4 separate regions of the Mus musculus genome follow, and all the other regions are linked to region 2. Evidence: chromatin contacts called from public HiChIP or PLAC-seq, Micro-C and promoter capture Hi-C data. All regions are on one chromosome and are shown on one strand. The core of a region is the stretch at or near the end of the contact, and the rest is flanking DNA. Distances in the headings are between cores, read along the strand shown. Region 1 holds the start of Vav3 (vav 3 oncogene). Region 2 holds the start of Fam102b (family with sequence similarity 102, member B). Region 3 holds the start of Clcc1 (chloride channel CLIC-like 1). Region 4 holds the start of Elapor1 (endosome-lysosome associated apoptosis and autophagy regulator 1).

Region 1 (5,252 bases), core at 959-3,458, 310 kb after region 2:
GCTTTGAGCATCCACTTTTGTATTTGTCAGGCACTGGCAGAGCCTCTTAGGAGATAGCTATATCAGGCTCCTGTCAGGAAGATCTTGTTGGCATCCACAATAGTGTCTGGTTTTGGTGGTTGTTTATGGGATGAATCCCCAGGTGGGACAGTCTCTGGATGGTCATTCCTTCAGTCTCTGCTCCACACTTGTCTCTGTAACTCCTTCCATGGGTATTTTGTTCAGGCCCGAGAGTCTTACAAGGTCCACAGTGATACTCCTGTCTATGTATTCATTCCAAGTACCAAGGCGTACTCTTTTTTTTATTCTGACAACCCAACGTGGCAAGGGTCACTTCCTTCATTTTATAGGTGAAGAAAATGAAGGTTAGAAGAATAGAAGTTGCCCAAGGTTATCAAAAAGCAGCTTAACTTGGATTCTAAATCCAGGTTTGTTTACTGGTCGGTACACATGATCTGGATTTTGGAAATATTTTAACAGTATTAAGGGATGATCTGATGCTACCTAAAATGAAATGCTTGGCTAGTCTTTGCTTTTTCCTTATCATCTTTCCTCTTTTCCAGCGCCACTTCTTCTTATGCAGGACCACATTTTAAATGGCAAGTCATGTGTGTTTTGTTTGTAAAGATCTATAATGAGTAACATGGCTTACAGTACTTGCCTCTTTTTGATGGTTTTGCATTCTGAGTTTTTAGGAAAGTGGTAGTCAACAGCCAACCCCCCCCCCCCAAAAAAAATCACATGGAAAATTCCAGAAAGAAAAAGTATATATATTTTATACATTCTTTCACGATTTATGATTATAATGTTCTATTTTATTGCAACACTGCTGTTGATAATCTTCGTGCCTAGGATGCACTTTACAGTTTCGGTGATACAGTATTGCTAAGGATTGATCCTCCTGTAGTTTCAGGCTTTCAAACCTATTATGGTCTAGGAAACATTGTGCTATTGATGGACTCCACAGTGTGCACAGAGGAAGTTGCTGGGGACGGATGCATGCGAGGAAAGGAAATCCTTAGGCTGATTTATTATTGTTTAAGGCTGGTTGTGTACACAGCAGGCCACGCTTGCTACAGTCACGCATAAAAGAAGCGAACTTCTGTCCCAACAGATCATGTACTTTTTAAAAGTTACGTTTTGTCCTGTTTATAAAATCAATAAGATCCACAATCGAAAATTTGAGCTACAAATATCTAATGAAACAGCAGCAGCAGCAGCAGCAGCAGCAGCAGCAGCAGCAACAACAGATATAAAATCCCACCAAACTAGATTTCAATTAAAAAAAAAAAAAGACTAGCGAAGAGGGCATTTACAGGGAGTTGTCAGAGTTCAGTGAAATAATATATTACTACAAAAAGCTTATACACCCTTTTCGGCTTTGTAGGGCAGTGGGAATAAAAAAGACAGGGAGAACCTTGCCTCAGTATGACAGAGTTGACATGTGTGGGTGTGTGTGGGGGGGAACTTTCCAATTTTCCCCAGGGTTCTCCAAATATGCTGACCCAGTCTCTCAGTGTCTCGGTACTGAAGCGATTTGAGCTCAAACCTGGTGGCAAGTCACTGACGCATGCGCGCTCTTGCCTCTGTGTCACCGGCCAGTTTTCTTTTTTTCTCAGGCAGGATTTTGAAGATCAGCAAAAGGCGCTGGACTGCTTTAGTGAACAGTTCCAAGCCTGGGAGATATGCAAAACCTACTTCTTTCCCTCTACCTAGGCTGAAGCTGCAATTGTCCCCACGTCACGCACTTTCAAGGTGTCAAAACATTCTCAGAAGAAACTGACTTTCAGGAAGGGGCTGAGGATGGACCTGGAGGAGGCGGGACCAGGGGCCGATCACAAACTTTCCATGCTGCGTTCTCCAGCTGCGCGTAGTGCACATCTCATTTCTCCAGGCTCCCTGTGTCCCAGTTAAGCCTTGGCTCCTCTGAGACCCTCTTAATTTAAATCGCATTCATTGTTCAGGGTGTCCCCGGGGACACCCCTGCGAATCTCAGTGTTCAGCCACACTTCCTAGGAAGCCGCGCCGATGGGCTAATCCCTGGACGCCCCGGGGTTGTGCAAGCTCCACTCATCCGAGGGTTCACGGGCGGGCGGGGGCGCCGGGATCCCCTTTGTGGCCGCCGCCCCAACTCGGCCCGCTCCTCCCCCCAGCCGCCCCGCCCTCAGCCCCGGACCCCCAGCCAGGGCGGCGGGCACGCTCGCACCCGCGCCTCCGGGGACTCGCGGACCGCACAGACCGGCCAGGCGCGCTGGGCATGCTCAGTCGCGGGGCGCCAGGCTCGCCAGTCGGAAGCCAGTGCTCAGCGGAGCCGGCCGGGGCGCACCGAGAGCGCGCGGCACTCGCTGCTGCAGCGGCGGCCGGGCCGCGGCGCATCCGGGCGGGGACCCGAGGCGAGTCCCACGCGGCGTCCCCGAGCCGCCGGCAGCGGCGCCCGCTCCAGAAAGGCAAAGCGAACCAGGGGCCATCAGCGCGACTGGCGTCGGCGGGGCTCTGACGCTCCGCGGCGGCCACCTCAGAGTCGCTGCCCGCCCCGGCCGGGCCGGGTCCGGGAGCCGTCGGACATGGAGCCGTGGAAGCAGTGCGCTCAGTGGCTCATCCACAGCAAGGTGCTGCCCCCCAACCATCGGGTGACCTGGGACTCGGCGCAGGTGTTCGACCTGGCGCAGACCCTTCGCGATGGAGTCCTGCTCTGCCAGCTGCTCAACAACCTGCGGCCACACTCCATCAATCTGAAGGAGATCAACCTGAGGCCCCAGATGTCCCAGGTATGGAGGCCACCCCGCGACCCCGCTGCCCGTCAGAGGCTCCCATTAATCATCCGGATAATTTCTTTGTGTAAATGCAAACATCTAGGTGCGCTCCGCTTTGCCCTGCCTCTCAGTTCTCAGCTTGGGGGCTTTTCCTCACTTGCCTTGAAATGACTTAGCTTCTAAGCAGAACTAATAAAGCCTTGCGTCGGGAGATGGTGTATGGAATCCTAAAGGTTTCTGGGAGGCGGGAAGAAATAAGTTATCCTAGGGCGCGTTTCACCTTTCTGCCCCCCCCCCCCGTGTGTGTGTGTGTGTGTGTGTGTGTGTGTGATAACAAAGAGGGAGTCGGCTCTAAAATAACAATGAGAAGGGATGAGATGAAGCGGTGGGGTTAATTTTGCTTTGACTTATTTTTTGCTTTCATTTGGTCCTCACGTTCTGGAAAGAGGAACTGTGCCATAGATGAGGACTCTAGGAAGTGGAGGGCGTTTGGTACCGTTATCTGCTCAGAGGAAATAAACCAAGAGGGACACAGAGAGCCTTCCTGAAGTTCCCCACCCCGCCCCCTAAGCCCGTGGCCTGTTAGCAAACTGGAAGGTTGTGTTTATAGCTTGTCTGAAAACGTAAGGGGAGCCAGCCCAGCCTCCCTCACCGGTGGCAGGAAGTGAGAAGTTTTGCTGGAGACTCTGCTTTTTTTCATTGGGTCTTGCGATCAGGTAGCTTGGAGGCACTTGGGCTTCTGTGGCCTTAGCTTGGAGATACCTCTTTGAGGGTTCTGATTAAAATCCAGTCCTGGAAGGCACAGAAAGCAGTGGGTTCCTCAGAGACAGCTCAAAAAGCCACATGCAGCCCAGTGCTGCTTATTTTTTGGGCCGGTCGGAAAGTTTCTGTTAAAAGGATGTTCAACACAACTCAGAACTTCTATTTTCTCTTTCACACGCACACGCACATGCACACGAAAAGAAAAAGAAATGTTTCAACTTAAAAGGGGAAGGAAAGAGACCTTTTAGTGACATATTTTAGCACTAGCCCTGTATGATTCAGAGACTTACCACTTACCCAGAGCTGTGTCCTTGCAGAAAAAAGTGATCTTATGCAGTTTAATAATCTCATAATTAAAGCAGGAACTCCCACACTCTGCCCTGGTTGTCAGTATTTCATCAGGGTCGATCCTCACTTCAAATTCTGTGTCCCCTGTTGGTAAGCAGTCTCCAAGGAAAAAAAAAAGCAGATATATAAGTATTGAGTGCCATATGTGTTTACAATAAGGATCAATTATTTTAGACTCTCTTAGAAACCTGAATGATGGGTGATTGCTAATTCTGTGGACTTGCCCACAATTGTGGCAACCATAGATAGTCCTGTGGAGGGCTTCAGTGGTTGTTTCTGTACTGTCTGAGTTAACTGTTAGGAGTAAGGTTGTGCCACGCACAGGAGTCACTTGTTAGATCTCCAGTTCCATTTGATCAGTAGTCTCAGTAGCAGCATGAAGTCTTGTGCTTTGATGCCACGTGCTGTGCATATTTCCTCGAAGTTTAGTTTCTGGAACTTTCAGCAGTTACTCATCAAAGTGTTCTTAATAATCAAATTTCTCTCTTCTTTCTTTTTTCCTTCCTTCCTTTCCTTTTCTAACTGCCTGCCTGCCTTCCTTCCTTCCTTCCTTCCTTCCTTCCTTCCTTCCTTCCTTCCTTCCTTCCTTTTTGGATAGCTGGGCATTCTTTGACATTCAAGTCTTTATTTGACTGCTGACAGTGCATGGGATCTTGTCAAGTGGATTCTCCTCTTTCTTCTCTTAAAATGCATTATCTATAATGTAATCAGTTTGATGACTGAAGGTCATTATAAGCATCATTGATGAAAAGGAGCAGGGCATGATTCTCTAAGAATTCTATTTCCTACTGAGGCCACCACAGTGAACATATCAAGATAGTTAGTTGCCCTTAAGGAATTATTACACTGATATCAATAAACCACCAGATTATAGTGAGGTAAGTAGGGCAGTGAACTGACTCTTCATTAGATTTTTCTTTTGAGTTTTTAAGTCAGTCCATCTCTGAGCTCTCTGGTTCCAAACTCAGTGATTTCTCTTGTGATGAACTTGGGGAGAGGGCTTCTTCTCAAACATGGTCCTGAAAAGCTAGTCCTAAGTGTGGGGCATCTGCTTTTATCTCTGTTTTGGCCCCACTACAGAGAGGTTAAGAGCTAGGTATATACATTTGCATAATATAGACTTTCATTATATCATTAAGGGAGACTTAATAAGTGCTTTTGTGAAATAAGGTGTCATATAACATGCCCACAATACTCAGCACATATGTAGTAAATGTTCATTATTAGCAAGATTACCTAAAATGTTATTTTAGGGTATTAGGATACAGTTAAAAATTTAAATCACAAAGACCTACAGGTTCCTTTGTGCTAGCATCTGTAAATATTTCTGCCTCATGTAACTCCCTTGGGAAGGGCCCTGGCTGTTCCTGGTTATGAGTTTCCGTCCCC
Region 2 (4,889 bases), core at 216-2,715:
TAGGCAATTTGGCGTTTCCTGGCTTCCACGGGATTCATTATTGCCAGAGAGGGCAGTTTTCTGGCTTCCGTCCCACAACCCATTGACATTTTTTCCTTTACATTATTAATGGAACAGCAGATAAAAAGAATATTTTTTAGGGTAAAAATGAAGTTTACGTAGACAAAACATATATTGACGACTAGCCCCTTCTCCTTGACTTTAAGAACTTAAAAGTTCATTCCAAAACTTCTTTCATGTATCTTGTTTTTCTGTAGAGAAAAATATCTAAGAGCAAATCTATCAATGTGTAACCTGCCCTTAAATTACTCAAGGAATCCTGCCATACATGGCTGCGTTCTGTCACCTGCTGTCAGATTCTTTCCCAGTGTCTAGGTGCTCATTTTAAAAGGACATGGAGGATAAGGTCTGGGCTCTCTTGATTCTAAGTCTTTCACTGAGACCCACTAGTGGCCACTTGAAGATGGGTAATTGAGAATATAAGCACATTAACTGGAGACATAGCTCTAAGGCAAGCCAAAGACTACATAGTCTCGTCTGCCAGGAACGCTTGACTCAAGACAAGCCCGACCAGGCGTATCCCAAGCTCTATCGTGGCCACCCTAAGTCCCAGTAAAGTCTCAGTAATTACGTCAACCACAGGCGGTTCCGAGTGGGAGCTCTTGGACTGTAACAGTTTGGGTCATTTTCGCTTCTCTAAGGTTTACGGTCTACTTTGGATTTTGCAAATATGGGAAATGTCTTTGGACAAACCAGAAGCATCCTTTCTGTGTCTCCACCGTTCCTGAAGAACTGGGGGGAAAGCAGACTCAGGGGCCACCTGAAGATAGGCGCGCGGGACAACCAGCCCAGCCCACTGCGAAGCACTTGGTGCCGTTTGTTCGATGCTCTGGCTGATTTCAGACTCGTCTCTGGAGGACGATGAGCTCACCGAGCTGGCAGCTCGACAGAGCAAAGGGGCCAAGCATAGAAAGGGATGCTGGCCGTGCAAGAAGCCCCTGCCTGCGGGCAGCCGCGGGAGAGCAGCTCCCGAGGCTCCTTACCTGGAGGACTCGGCGGTGAAGCTGCCGCCGTCCAGCAGCCGCATCTTGCAGAAGAGGACCCCGTTGACGAAGGGCACCGAGGAGAGCTCCTCGAGCTCGAAGTCCACCTTAAACTTAAACTTCTTCTTCTTCATCATCGTGAGGGCCAGGCGCCGGCGAGCGGGCTGCGCGGACGGGCGCCGCCGCCTCAGCTCGGCCGAGCCTCGGATCCGCCCAGCCCCATGGCCCGGGCCGCGAGCGGCGCGTGGGGGCGCAGCCGGGGGGCGCCGCGAGTCGGCGGGAGCCGGGGCCGCCTGTCGCGGCAGCCCGGGCCTGAGAGCACCGGCGGCTGCAGCGCGGACCCCGGCCGCCCGCGAGGAGCGGTCGCCTTGCAGCTCGCCCGGGGAGTGGGCGCCCTTTCCGTACCGCCGCCGCCGCCCGTCTGATCGCGAGCAGAGAGAGAGGCGCCGCTAGGAGAACGGTCGCTGCCGCCTCCCTGCCCGGGGCGCCCCCAGCGGCCGCAGCCGGAAGCGCACCCAGCGCGGAAGCGGGCGGTCCGCGGAGGGCGGAGGAGCTCCGGGCGGGCGCGCGCCCCGCCGGGGAAGCTGGGCAAGCTAACACGCGACAGCAGCGAGCTCGGCACGCCTCCCCGGGGTTAAAAAAAGACAAACCCAGCCGAAAAAGCTTCCTTGTGCAGCTTCCTCTGCGCCTTTCCTTTCTGGGTTTGCACCGCCCCCCTTTCTTCCCCTCCCCCTCCAGTGATTTCACGGCCTCTGGGTTTGAAGATAAATAGAGACAAATAGAATCCCAAACCTAAAAATCTTCTGTAGGGTCTCTAAACCCCACTAGCTCTTAAACATTAGATGAAAGTCAGCTAGGAGAAAGGAAAAGATTAAAATTTGCTGTGGCCACACCAAGTGCCCAAGCAAGGGGCTGTGCCTTGTGTTTCCCGTCATTGATGGCTTGTTTATTTAATTTCTGTCACCCAGGAAAGAAAAAGGACCAGAGGAGTTAAAATACTTTCCCCTTTAAAATCTGTACATACTGTGAACACATGAAGTCAGATTCTAAAGGCATACTTAAAAAATTCTTTTTAGATGAATATCAATTGTCCCCCCCCCCCCCACACAGTATCTACTGTTAAAACGTATGTTATCAATTTAATTGCGTACTGTTTTTGAGGGGTGGTGGTGTTTTTAGGTACTGTTGTTTGGTTTGGTTTGTAGTCAAGGTCTCTAGCTCAGGCTGGCTTCAAACTCCCCATGTAATCAAGGATGATGTTGAACTTGTGATCCCCATGTCAGGGTGATAGGGATGTGCCGCCATGTCATGTTTATGCAGTTCTAGGAATCGAACCCAGGACTTTCATGCATGCTAGCAAGCTACCTCACAACTGAGCTACATCCCCAGCCTGGCATCTGGCCTTTTTAATTTTTGAAAAGGTGTAGTTCAAAAGAATCCTCTTTGTAGATCATTCCTTTACGTTTTTTAAAAATTCAATTGATGTGTCTGGGTCTCTTGCCTGTGTTACAGGCCTGTGAACTACATGTGTGTCTGGTAATTGCAAAGACCATAAAGTGTGTCTGATACTCTTAAACGGGACAGTCGTGAGCTGCCCTGTGGATTTGAGAAGTGAACCAAGTCCCTTTGGAGCTGCTGGGCCATCTCTCCAGCCCATTTATTTATTTATTCATATAAAATATTTTAATTGCCTAAACCACCAGTTACTGGCTAGATAGATTCCATGACCAAAACCCAAAACCTGCTTGTAATAATTTTAAAGTCCTGGCCTGGCCAAGATGGATCAGTGTTAAAGGAACTTGCAGGACATGAGTTTCATCCCTGGAATTCACATGGCAGAAAGAAGCAACTAGCTAATCCCGCAGATTGGCCTCTGACCTCCATCCATAGGTTCACTGTAAGGCATGCACACCTACAAATACACTTGCATTATATAAATAAATAAATAAATAAATGTATTTTTTTAGACCTTTTAAAGACAAAACTGGACTGCAGAGAAATGTCGGTGGGTAAAGAGCCTCAGTGCAAGCCGGACCTCAGGAGCGTCCACAGTGTGACTTCAATCCTGAGAAGCCATGGAAAAGTGGAAAGAGAACCAGCTTCACAAAGTTGTCCTCTGAGGCCCGAACACCACCATGGCATGCATGCTTTCACACACACACACACACCCACACACACACACACACACACACACACACACACATACACACACCTCTCACACCCCGCACAAGAATAACACTACATAACAATTTAAAAAAGGCAAAACCTAAGACAGAAAAAAGTCCTAAATTTAAACGAAGTACAACTTGGAATAAGAAGTGATGAACTGAATGAATAAAGTGATGGCTTTATGGATTTTACCTAGGATTTGGGAGAAAGTAGGAGGTGTTCCAGGTGAAGAAGTAGGAGAAATAAAGATTCAGACTACTACTTGGGCGAGGGGAATTTTGCTGCCTTGTGGGTCAGAAAGAGATGGGGGAAGTGTTAGTGGACTTTGATGTCTGTAGCTTGCAGAAGCAGAGGGCCTGAACATTGCGATCAGGAGGGCAGGCTGGGGATAGGGGAAATAATGAGAATCTGTGCTGTTTACAGGGAGCAAGGCTGAGCCTTCGTGCCTGTGAAAGGTTAAGGTTGAAAATATGCATTTGGGAATTGTGGTAGTCACTGATGGCGGAAGCCCAAAAGGCGGGTAGGAGTGAGCTGCCCTGGAGAATATTTAATGGGCAGATGGAGGGGGAGGTGATTGTGAAGGCTTCCAAGAACAAGCAGCCTGAGAAAGAGAAAGACCAAGAGAGATGGCCTGAAAGCCAAGAGAGAATTCAAACCCTGTAACGTTAGTTAAGATCTGCTGGGGGACTGGATGCAGAGACAGGAGGATTCTTGGGGCTTGCTGGCAGCCAGTTTAACCAAATTAGCAAGCTCTAGGTTGAATGAGAGATCCTGTCTCAAAAAGGCATTGAAGAACGATTGATATAAACACCAGATGTTGACCTCTGGCCTACACACACACACACACATGCACTGCAAATCCTGAAAAGAAGTTATAGAATTGAAGAGCTCATAGGTCATTGGTAACCTTGGCAAGAGAATTTCCCATAAAAGATCATCTTAGCAAAGCGATTTTAAAATGGTCCTGCAAGTGAGCGGAAGGTAGCTATGAGCAAGGATGATTAAAAGGGTTTTTCTGATTTTTGTCATTGAATGAGAGCTGACATTAGTCCAAGGAGGGTTCAAACCTTTTAGCAGTATCCAGGAACTTTCTAGTACTTACTGAGCTCCTATTACGTGTTGAACACCTAATAGATCTGAGGTGCATCGCAGATGCTACATCCTATGGAGGACATGGAAAAATGAGCAGAGTTGTAGTGTAATGTAACAGCTAGTGATCTGTAAGTGATGGAGAAGGGAGCCGGCTGTGATAGAAGAAAGATAACACCTGCTAGCCGAGTTAAGTAAGCTTGTGAAAGGCTTTCTGGGATTAGTGACCTTAGAGTTGAGGCCTGACGGGTGGGGAACAATTCAATTTCTATCCTATTCTCATGCTGAGAGGCTCAGAGGAAGAGATACTATGTTGCAGAGGGAACCGAAATTAGTTCTGTCTGTGTGCAGTTTAGAGTCCTACTTGGAAACCGGTATAATCGAGAGCCATTGTTGTCTTAAACCAGAGGCGTGGCATATTCAGATCTGCATTTTATAAGGATCTCCAGCTGTAGTGACACTGGAAGGCAGCCTACAGTTTGATGATTAAACACCTGGCATGAGTCAGGACGAAGGCAGGAAGCAGTCCAGTACTCCAGTATTTACAAGAGGAAGGCTCTATGAAAGGATTCTGAACTGTGCCAAGCC
Region 3 (5,471 bases), core at 183-2,682, 370 kb before region 2:
GAAGCTTCTTTGCCCAAAGCTGAAGGCAGTACTAATGTTTGGGTAAACATAAATATTTGGAAGGCTGCTTGATATGTATGATACATTTAGTCAGCAAAAGAACAGTAGCTTCCCCCCTAGGGCATTGACCTCCCAGACGCAGATTTGATCAGGTCTACTGTGCCGGACATGAATCCCCTCCTATGGAGTGGGCCTCAAATCAAGCTGGAAAGAAGATGGCTACCCACTTAACAGTTTGCCACTATTGCAAATGTGGGTACATCTTGCCTGGGAGGGCAGCCGGGTAACATACAAGGTCACAGCAGGGCAAGACTGCTGGTGACTTCTTCCATAAGGCATCCTTATGTTATGAAAGCTAACCTTCCAGAGTAAGCATTCAGTCCAGTTCCATCTTGACTTCTGTACACACATGGTTGCTACAGCAGTAGGATCTTATCATCTACATCTGAAAGGCTACCAGCCACAGTAGCAATGGGGCTGGAGAAGTGGCTTAGCTGTTAAAAGAACTCAAGTTCGGTTTCCAGCAACCGAGTTTTGTGGCTCAAGATCACCGATAACTCTGCATCTCAGGTACCTGATGCTCTGCTGGCAACTGCAGCTCTGACCTCTGCTGGCAACTGCATTCATATGCAGAAACACAATCAGAATTAAAAAGAAAATACGTGTTGGTGCCACAATTATCTGGGACTTCCTATCTAGGGGGATCCAACCCCCTCTTCTGACCCCTGTATGTACTAGACACGCACGTGGAACACATACTATATGAAGCAAAGCACTCATACATATGAAATAAATCTAAAACGACTACAAATCTTAAAAAGTTGTAAATGATGTATGTATACCCAAGAATACCAAATTAAATACTAACAGTGTCTCATTGCCAGTTAGTTTTTGTATTCATTTCTGGGGTGGGGTTCCTCTTTGGACACTTTGGAAACTGCAAAGCCAGAAGTTGAAGATAAACACAAAACAAACCTTACGTCCAAACTCCCATTTGCCTCCCTCACTATATATAGTACTAGTTAACCATTATCTTCCACTTAGAAAGTTATGTTCGAAGTAGATCTCTCTCTCTATCTCTCTCTCTCTCCTTCTCTCCCTCCCTCCCCCCTCTTTCTTTCTCTCTCTCTCTCTCTCTCTCTCTCTCTCTTTTTCTTTCTTTCTTTCTTTCTTTCTTTCTTTCTTTCTTTCTTTCTTTCTTTCTTTCTTTCTTTCTTTCTTTCTTTCTTTCTTTCTTTCTTTTCTTTCCTTATTTACTTATTACTTATTTACTTATTTAGACGTACTTGGCTCCTTTAGCCACGACCGTCTGAACTGAACTGGTGGTTGGGTAATTGAAAAGCCCTTACTTCAGAGCAGAGGAGCGCGGCCTGGTCCCGCCCCCGCCTCCGCCCCCGCGGCGCAGCCAATCAGCAACGCGCGCGGGAAGGCCGCACAGCTGCGGGCCGAGCGAGTCGATGAGTCCGCTCGGGACTCCAGTCCGAGTGCACCGTGTTTGAGGTAGGCGGCTCGGCGTCTTCCGCGGCCGGGCTGGCCCGGGTCCCTCTGAAAGAGCAGGCAGGACCCTCGACGTGAGTGGGCGCTCTTCGGTGTGTCGGGGCGGCCCGCGGGTCTGCGTGGGAGGCGGCGCGGCAGCGTGAGAGGTGCCGGGGCCTGGGCCCGTGGCGATTCCCTGTTCCGTCTTACGCGGGTAGACAGCGCCCGCCAGTCATTCCCCTTGTCTCGGCTAACCCTGCGAATATACCGAGCGGCCCACCCTGGGGCAAGAGCATCCTTGCTTGTGTTATCTGAAACCTTGGCAGAATCTGCAACAAATACTGACGGCCAAAAAATTATATATATATATTGGATTTGTTGGAGTAATGGTATGAAACTCCAAATTTAATTTGAGTATATTAAGTTAGTTGATGCTGTAAGTCTGTGGGTTTATAATTAGGTGCAAAACGTCAGGTTTTCTCCATGATACTGATTATAAAAGTGCTCTTCTCAGCGTTGTCTGGGCACATATTGGAAATGAAAATTGTCTGGTGGGCGGTGGGCACCCTTTAATCCCAGCACTCCGGAGGCAAAGGCAGGCGGATCTCTGAGTTCGAGGCCTGCCTGGTCTACAGCGTTTCCAGGATACACCGAGAAACCTCGTTTCGAAAAACAAACAAACAAACAAACAGAAAAAAACAACCTCAATTGCCAGGAAAGGACAAGAACACGCGTGAGCTAAATAGCGACTTCCCGCTTCTAAGATAACCGAGAATTTGACTTCCCTTAACCCGGTTAGTCCTGCTTGGCTGGTTGGTTAGACCTCTGATTCTTTGAAATCAGTGACTTTCTTGAGGGTTTCCATTTCGTGGCTGTCAATCAGCCTGCACATCTTAAGAGCTAAGCCAGAGGCCGCCCCTGTGAGAAGCCCCTTTTCTGGTTTTCCCACCTGTGTGATAAGACCCAGCAGAGTTTCCTCACCCGCTTTTGAACCCTAACCTCCAAGGAACCTCTCAGAGCTCAGAGGCCATGGGCATGTTACCCGTTTTTTCTGGGATTGAGACAGTGGTGCCCTTTCCAAGAGTTTTTGTAAGGATTAAAGGAGCATATGTTTCAGTAACAAAATGTCCTCTATTATTGTATGAGTATGTTTTTTTATATACTATTATTGTGCGCACTGGAGTACATGTGTTGTAGTTGAGGCAATGAGAAAATGATACAAACTAACTGGTGTCCACCGACAAGTCATAGAGTAACGCAGGTTTTTTTCATAAACTGAGGCAACATAGGAAGATTTTTGTGATGTTTTTGTTTTTCCGAGTCAGTCTATGTAGCACTGGCTGGCCCTATCTCAGAGACTTGTCTTTAAAATAAGCTCGAAGCAGGTCCAGATTGCAACTTTGGAGGAAGTGTGGGATCAGTTCTAAGTGTTGTTGTTTTCAAAGAGTTCTAGTCTTAGATGACCACCGGCCTCTGACAGGAGGGATTGAATTTCCAATTGATTGTGGTTTTGGTTTCTTCCATAGCCCCCCCCCCCCCCTTTTTGACTTCCCAGCTCATTCTGGTGTGGAATCTAACTCTGGCTGCCTCCCCCCCCCCTTTTTTTTTTTTTTTTTTTTGCCTTCCATCATTTTATTCATTCTGTAGTCTTGGTTAACTCTTCACCTGCTGGTCACTATTGGAGAAAGTCACGTGGTTGCCCGTGGTGTAACTTTGTGAGTGGTACTTGGCAGGCTGTCAGCCTCCATAAGTGATGCCCTCTTGCTTTTGTTTTCTAAACGTCCGTTACCTTCACCCTAAACTCCTGTTTTTATCTGAGAAAATTTGTCTTCCTTCTCACTCGTTCTGTTGATGAAGAAGTATGCCATGCCCACGAAAGGGATACAGGATGCCGTTTCTGTAGCTTTTATTTCAGGTTTTTTTTTTTTTTTTTAATATTTTATGTTTATATGAGTATACTGTTGCTGTCTTCAGATACACCAGAAGAGGGCATTAGATCCAATTACAGATGGTTGTGAGCCACCATGTGGTTGCTGGGAATTGAACTCATGACCTTTGGAAGAGCAGCCAGTGCTCTTAACCGCTGAGCCATCTCTCCAGCCCTTATTTCAGTTTTTATATGCTCTTAATTACTTCTTCACTCATTAATACTGGTCCTTTCCCTATTACTCTTTCAGTAAGTGGTTATTTAATTAACTCATCAAGTGACCTTTTCTTGGGCTTTACTGAATGTCTTTGACATATTGAGTATAACCAATACTTGTTTTTTTCAGCCAAGCCCCTCCTCTTTTTTTTTTCCTTAAAATTTTTTTCCTTTAAAAAAATTTATGGGTCTTATAGCCGGGCGTGGTGGCGCACGCCTTTAATCCCAGCACTCGGGAGGCAGAGGCAGGCGGATTTCTGAGTTCGAGGCCAGCTTGGTCTACAGAGTGAGTTCCAGGACAGCCAGAGCTAAAAGAGAAACCCTGTCTCGAAAAACCAAAAAAAAAAAAAAAAAAAAAAAAAATTATGGGTCTTTTACCTGTATGTATGTCTGTGCACCGTGTGTGCACAAAAGGGCAGAAAAGGGAGTCAGATGCCCTGGAAGTGGAGTTACAGCCGGGTCTGAACTGCTGTGTGGGTGCTGGGTCCTCTGGAAGAGTAGCTTCTCCGGCCCCTTCCCTGATGTCTTCCCTTTGCTGTTTTTGTTTTTTTGTTTTTTCTTTCTTGCTTGCTGGCTGCTCTAGTTAAGCCTCCACTTTCTTCTGTATGTAGTTCTTCTAAGGCTCTATTTCATATCTTTACTTTTAATCACATAGTTATTCAATTTTTCTGTCTCCAGAGTATGAGATGATGTTAATGTTAGCATGCTGTCTAAGCTCCACCCCACAGTTACCTGGCAACAGTCAGGTATGCTCCTCCCCACAGCCAGGTAGACCTGACTATAAAAGAGGCTGCTTGCCCCCCATCCTCCCTCTCTTGTTCTCTTGCTTCTCTCTTGCCCTCTTGGGCTCTTCCCATCCCCTCTCCCTTCCACATTCTCTTCCCCCCTCTCTCCATGTGCTCATGACCATGGCCGGCCTCTACTTCTGTACTCTTTCCTTCTCTCTGCCTTTCTCTGCTTCTACTACCCTCTTAACTCCCCTCCCCATGCCCTGATTAAATTCTGTTCTATGCTATACCGTGTGGCTGGTCCCTCGGGGAAGGGATGCCTTGGCATGGGCCCGCCAAGATACCCCCTTCCTGCACCTTACCACCCCCACCTTGCCACATCCCCATGAACATATCTTACATCTCTTTATCTTTTATAAACACATCAGTTAGTATTTAGTTAGTTTGTTTTCAAGCATAAACATTAAAAGTATCAGCTAGTCAGCATATTACTATTTTTGATCGATTCCTGATCGTCACTGTTTTAGCTACTCTGTGTACCCTTGTTCTGCATAGGGGTTTATATATCATAAGAGGAGACTGTGGGTTATAGACCTCTAGTTTTTTGTGTCTAAAGAAATCTGTATGAGTTTTCTAGGACTGCCGTAATAAAGTATCTTAAACTGGGTAGTGTAAATAACAAACTAGTTTTCTGACAGTTCTGTAGGCCAAGAAGACCCAGCGGAAGGTGTAGCCTGGTTGGTTTCTCCTGAGGCCTCTCTTCTTGGCTTTTGTTGAATGACTTTCCTGGCAAGACAGGCTTTGTTTTTTGTTTTTTGTTTTTGTTTTTTTTTTTTATGTATGAGTGCTCTGTCTGCATGTATGACTGCATGCCAGAAGAGGGCATTAGATCCCAATCTTGTGAGCCACCATATGGTTTCTGGGAATTGAACTCAGGACCTCTGGAAGAACAGCTAGTGCTCTTAACTGCTGAGCCATCTCTCTCTCCAGCCCCTTGACAATTCTATTTTTATTCCCTTCAGATTAAAAATGTAAATGACAGGCCGGAGAAACAGTTCCATCCAAGTCTAGCTTGATGAACAGTGGCTTTATTGGGGCTCCTTATGGTGCGTGGGTGACCGACT
Region 4 (5,015 bases), core at 1,982-4,481, 490 kb before region 2:
CACCTCAATAAAACCTCCAGCCAAGTCTCCCTTCTTCCTGCTTCAATCCGGTCGGAGGGCTCAGCCTTTATAAATAGTCCATGGCAGCAGTGCTATCACTAGGAGCAGCCTTAGTTTGATAAGAGGCCCTGGCATTGATACCCTACATAGGCTCCCGAGAAATCCATAGGAAAATCAAGAACTGAGAAGAGACAGTCTCCCTCGGACTAGATTTTCACCGTTTAAGAATTGGAAACCCCCAAACTTGCTGGATCAGCTCGTATTGCTTAATGAAGAACTTTGTAATACTGCACTCATTCTCTTCCTTATTATTTAGGAGTCAAGGGTGTTCAGAGGCTGTTTGCTCAGGAGAGTGTAAACAGAGCTTGCTGATGCCCCTGGCCAACGAGCATGCCTCCAAAGCTATTTCAACATGGCAAGGGGTGTGGGCCTAGCTAAAGAGGCTGAGCCAAGAAGTAGGGGTGAAGTAACTCTATTTTGTATTTGAGGTCCATTTTTATCTTTCCATCTTCAGGACAGGCATCCCTGGGGTTGTCGTTAGCAGAATGCCCATTCCACAGCTCCCCAAACTGTGGAGTGTTGAACACCTTTCCACTGCCTTCGACTCACTTACTCGTAAGCAAATGTTTGTGGTTTAAATAAGTCTAAAGACAGAATATGCACACAACATAGAATTCTTATGTTAATATTCTTCCCTCCCTCTTAACCAGAACGGTGTCCAAGGCCTTCAATTCAATGTCTTATATGTCACAGTGGACAAAGATCTAATGACAGGCGGCAGTTGTATGGTAGAATTCTTATCTTCTACAAAGGAAATGACAGTGTTTAACACTTAGGCAAGACAACTAGGCCACAGGCCACCAAGGCCAGTGAACCAAGGTCACTGGGAAGATCATCCTGTTCACGGTCATCTTTAAAATCTATCGTGAAGTGGCTCGGTAAAAATGTAGTTGGTTATGGTCACAGCCAGGGTATTATTGGGCCTAGCAAAAGTTCTAAAAGGCCCGCTGACTGGGGCCATTTTCCAGTGATTGCAGGGTTTTTATTTTTATTTTTTTCTGTGTGTTCATACTATGTATATGGATATGGGCACACACATCCCACAGTGTGCACATGAAGGTCAGAGGATGATTCTGTGAGGCCTGTCTCTCACTATGGAGCTTCGAATGACCTTGGATTTCTGGTCCTGCTGCCCCCACCTCCCAAGTGCTAAGATTACAGACAAAGGCCACTCTATCTGGTTTACTCAGTACTGAGGAATCAAACCCAGGGCTTCATGCATGCGAAGGGAGCACTTTGTTAACTCTGCAAAATGTGGGAGGTTTGAAAACAAAAGTCTAGCACTGCAGGAGGAAAGCCAAGGGTCAAATGTAGTTGAGGTGCTGAGGGGTTCAAATAGTCCTTGTAGCTAGGTCCCAGCCATGGGGTCACTTCATTTTTAATTTTTTTAAAATTTTGTGTATATGAATGCTTGCCTGTGTGCATGAATGTGTACTGCACGCCTGCAGTGCCCTCAGAGACCAAGAGAGAGCGTCAAATCCCCTGAAACTGGAATTACAGATGGCTGTGAGCTGTCATATGCCTTCTGAGAACTGAGTTCAGATTTTCTACAAAGGCAGCAAGTTCTCTTCACCCCTGAGCCAGAGCCATTTTTTCCTCCCTTTGTGGAACATGCTATGTCCTAGAACCCGATTTGTAGATTAAGCTGGCCTCAAACTCACAAAGACCCACCTGCCTCTGCCTCCTAAGTGCTGGCGATTAAAGGGATGCAACACCAAGTCCAGTACCTATGGGCCACTCAAATATTAATGAATCCCACTTGCTTCTTTTGTGATTTGCTATGTTGTAGATAGGCTAGTGGTTAGGACCCTCCATAATTGTATTTATGGGACTGCACTGGCATTGTTAATTAACACTGGTGACTTAAAGGACTATTTTAACCCCTCAAAACCTTAGCTAGGTTTGATATTTAGCATCTCCCCTACAGTGCTAGACTTTTGACATGTTTTCAAATCTCTCACATTCTGCATAAATTTTATTCTGCCTTCCCCAATATACTTTTTGTAAATATTTCAATGTTGTCTCTACCATATGTTTTTAAGTCACTTACAGCACAAACCAAATATCGTTATTTCACTAATACCAAAACTATTTAACTTTGGTATTCCTATTGTCTTGTCATATGTCCCCCCAAAAACCAATTTTCAAAATCATTTTTGTTGTTGTGGTTGTTAGAAGACATTCACTACCTCTTTTGTGAATTATGTTGTTAACATTTTAGAGACACCTTGAAAAGGACTTGTGGCATATGCTAACATAAGTTCAAAGGAAAGAGTGGGGGGGGATATGTTGTAGAATTCAAAATCTAGAGAAGGTGGGACATGTGCTAAACACTAACCAAAGTGTGCAAGGGAACAGGCAAAGCGTTCCAGGAGGGCCTCAGCCAGCAGCTGCGAGCAACTGGATGTTAACACAGAGGGCACTTACTAGGTAGGATCCTACGGCTGGTCTCCCGAGCTTCCCACCCTCAGACCCAAGGGCTTCTGACCCCAGTCTACTACCAGTCCTTAACTTTACTTTTATCCCAGTTCCCTCCTTTCCTCTTTCTGTTTGGTCTCTCGATGTTTCCAATCACTCTCTAGGTAATTTCACCCATCTGGGAAGCAGCTACTGTCTTCTTTCTCTTTCTTTCTGAGAACTGTCACTCTTTCGGACCTTACTCCCTGAGCCAGAGCTGCTGAGAGCTCCTGAGGGTGATCTATTTTAGGAGTCCTCCGATGGGCTGGCCTCCCCCATGACGACACCAGCCTGCTTCCCTCGCTCCAGCTCCTACTCATCCCTAGAAAAAAATTGAACTCTATGGCCCCTGAAACTGTGACTGGATCTCCAAGGTCTCTATCTGGATCTAGGCTTTTTAGCTCTTTTTTTTTTTTTTTTTTTTTTTTCCCAAAGTGAGATCAGGTCAAGGGGGTGGAGTGGACAGTACCTCTTTGCAGGCGTGAAGCTCGGGTCCGGTTCCCAGGGTCACCTGGAAGGTGGTCCCAGCCCAAAGCAACAGCCACAGAAGCCGGGGTGTGCGCCTTTCAGTTTTTCCTCCGTCTCTGGCAGAAGGATGGGGGTTGTGACCAGGCTCTGCCATAGCGCTGTCCTGAGCCAGCGGCAGTAGCGGCTCAGGTGCTGCGGTGGCTGCTTATGCTGGCAGAGGAGGAAAAAAAAAAAAAAAAAAAAAAAGAGGAGGGAGGTACACAGGGGGAGGATGCAAGGGGCTGGACTCGCTTCAGTCACCTCCCTGCGGCTACGCCAAGGCAGCCCATCCTTCTTCCTCCCTCGGTCCTCTCCTCCTCCTATCCATGTCGCCTTGACAACCGCATCCTCTTCGCTCAGCGCGGGTGGGGCAGGGACCACGCGCGCCTGTGCGGCTCACCTGCCGGTCTCCATGGCAGCCGCCACCGCTGGCGCGCGGCGTGGGAGTGCACGAGCCAGGGTTTGCAACTAACCGAACAGGCTTACGTAAAGCACGCAGTAGAGAAACCCTCCAAAACATCTGCAGCAGCTCATTTCGCACCTATTACTCTTCCGGGCAGGGGGCTATTTCTAAGCATATCTTATTTTGTAAACATGGCATGTAAAACGATTAGGGGAAGACAGGCGTCTTCGTTATCTTCCAGGGATGGTCTCCTAGAGTGGCCCCAGCACTAACTGCAAAAACTAGTTCCATCCTTCCTCCCCACCAAATCCATCCACGTTTTTACAGCCGTCTCAGTGAGCAACCATGACGTCTGCATAGTTAAACAGCAAGGAGTGTGACCTAATCGACAGTTTTGCAAGTAGGACACGTGAGATCTTTGAGATATATATATATATATATATATATATATATATATATATATATATATATATATATATATATATATATTGACATTCTCTTACTCTCGTTGATTTGAAAATGGGGAAGCTCTCTTTTAGGTGAAAGCGAGAAGGAAACATTTGGGTCATCTTTTAGTGTTTCTTTCGTCAGCTTTCGCAGAAATCCCATGCCTTGGGAAGCCAGCGTTTTCCAACAGAGGCTCCAGAGTGCGTATCCAGGTCGCCTTCCCTCCATTCACAGCAGCCTCCTCTCAAGGAGCCTTCTTAGTTGAACCGCCAGGTGGCGCATCAGAATACATCTGTCATAACTGGAGGGATAGCTGCCTAGCAACTAAAAATTGGGCGTTCCAAACAATTGGGACCCGGGATCCTCTGCGAACCAGGTCGTGCTGAGGCTGCACTAGTCTCCAGGGAGTAAGCGTGCGTCTCTGGGCCTTTAAACATGCTTCAGCCTCAGGAAACTTTCTCGAACCCTGCCTTACGCGACGAAGACAAACATTTGGGAAATCTGTGGGCTTCTAAGGTACATTGAGGTTTCCTCAGCAAATTCCCAGTGGGGCCTGCAGGAAATTCTTGGTAACCTAACTCTGATGAGATCACCAAGTATCAAAGAAATCTGTTTTCTGCCTGTCTCCTAGGTCCGCTATTTGCGTCTGATAACGTTTTGGAAGTGGTTTTGAGCAGAGGGAAGGGAACTGAGCTCTAATGTAGAACAAGGTCTGTCAAAGCAGTGATGGGGAATATAAATGATGGGGAAATATAATAATAGTCAGGGTTCCACCAAGCTACCCTTTTGTCTTGGCTTGGCATGTGTACTCCAAAGACAGATGAGAGGTAGAATGGAAGAAAATCTCTGAAAGACACCAGGTCATACTTCAAGCAAGTCTTCATGGTACCTCTGGCCTCTGGCTGATGCAAGAACACATTTGTATACGTGTGTGTGTTTAGTTATGTTCAGTGGAAATATACACCATCTTTTTCCTAGTCTGAGTATTTGGGATATTTGAAGAGATGCACAATAAAGCGAATTAAGTGGTAATTTGAGCTTGATAACAACACCAAAGAATTTCCTTTTCTTCAATATTTGCGGCTTATGTGCCAGGCATGCTGGGAAACACTGAGAAAACATAGCCTCAATTTAGATATAG

The links. Promoter capture Hi-C pulls out the DNA fragments that hold promoters and counts their contacts. A called contact is a pair of places that touch in the nucleus more often than the background predicts. HiChIP or PLAC-seq counts read pairs in DNA pulled down with a chosen protein or histone mark.
Region 1: a Micro-C map of embryonic stem cells shows a contact between it and region 2, with 2.2 times the contacts expected there. The contact joins the promoter of Vav3 here to the promoter of Fam102b in region 2. A contact is called at or near these places in 6 of 39 promoter capture datasets (the HPC-7 cell line, hippocampal neurons, liver and 2 more), 8 of 484 Hi-C or Micro-C datasets (B cells, CD4 T cells, LSK cells and 3 more) and 5 of 115 datasets of contacts at active chromatin or transcription factors (bone marrow-derived macrophages, memory CD8 T cells, microglia and 1 more).
Region 3: a contact with region 2 is called in a promoter capture Hi-C map of pre-B cells, with 3 times the contacts expected there. The contact joins the promoter of Clcc1 here to the promoter of Fam102b in region 2. A contact is called at or near these places in 4 of 39 promoter capture datasets (the HPC-7 cell line, cranial neural crest, hippocampal neurons and 1 more), 1 of 484 Hi-C or Micro-C datasets (uterus) and 2 of 9 other capture datasets (adipose tissue and liver).
Region 4: a FOXA1 HiChIP or PLAC-seq map of pancreatic cancer cells shows a contact between it and region 2. The contact joins the promoter of Elapor1 here to the promoter of Fam102b in region 2. A contact is called at or near these places in 1 of 39 promoter capture datasets (pre-B cells) and 2 of 115 datasets of contacts at active chromatin or transcription factors (large pre-B cells and pancreatic cancer cells).

The regions. Positions count from the first base shown.
Region 1 is chr3:109,338,475-109,343,726 of GRCm38.p6, forward strand. It overlaps Vav3 (vav 3 oncogene), which reads left to right and starts at 2,209. Exons shown (of 27, transcript NM_020505.2): 1 at 2,209-2,768. The coding sequence starts at 2,565.
Region 2 is chr3:109,026,142-109,031,030 of GRCm38.p6, forward strand. Fam102b (family with sequence similarity 102, member B) reads right to left here and starts at 1,466. Exons shown (of 11, transcript NM_001163567.1): 1 at 1,044-1,466. The coding sequence starts at 1,180.
Region 3 is chr3:108,652,481-108,657,951 of GRCm38.p6, forward strand. It overlaps Clcc1 (chloride channel CLIC-like 1), which reads left to right and starts at 1,433. Exons shown (of 12, transcript NM_145543.2): 1 at 1,433-1,500.
Region 4 is chr3:108,533,310-108,538,324 of GRCm38.p6, forward strand. Elapor1 (endosome-lysosome associated apoptosis and autophagy regulator 1) reads right to left here and starts at 3,232. Exons shown (of 22, transcript NM_001346518.1): 1 at 2,987-3,232. The coding sequence starts at 3,139. It overlaps 1700013F07Rik (RIKEN cDNA 1700013F07 gene), which reads left to right and starts at 4,275. Exons shown (of 5, transcript NM_029314.1): 1 at 4,275-4,390. The coding sequence starts at 4,310.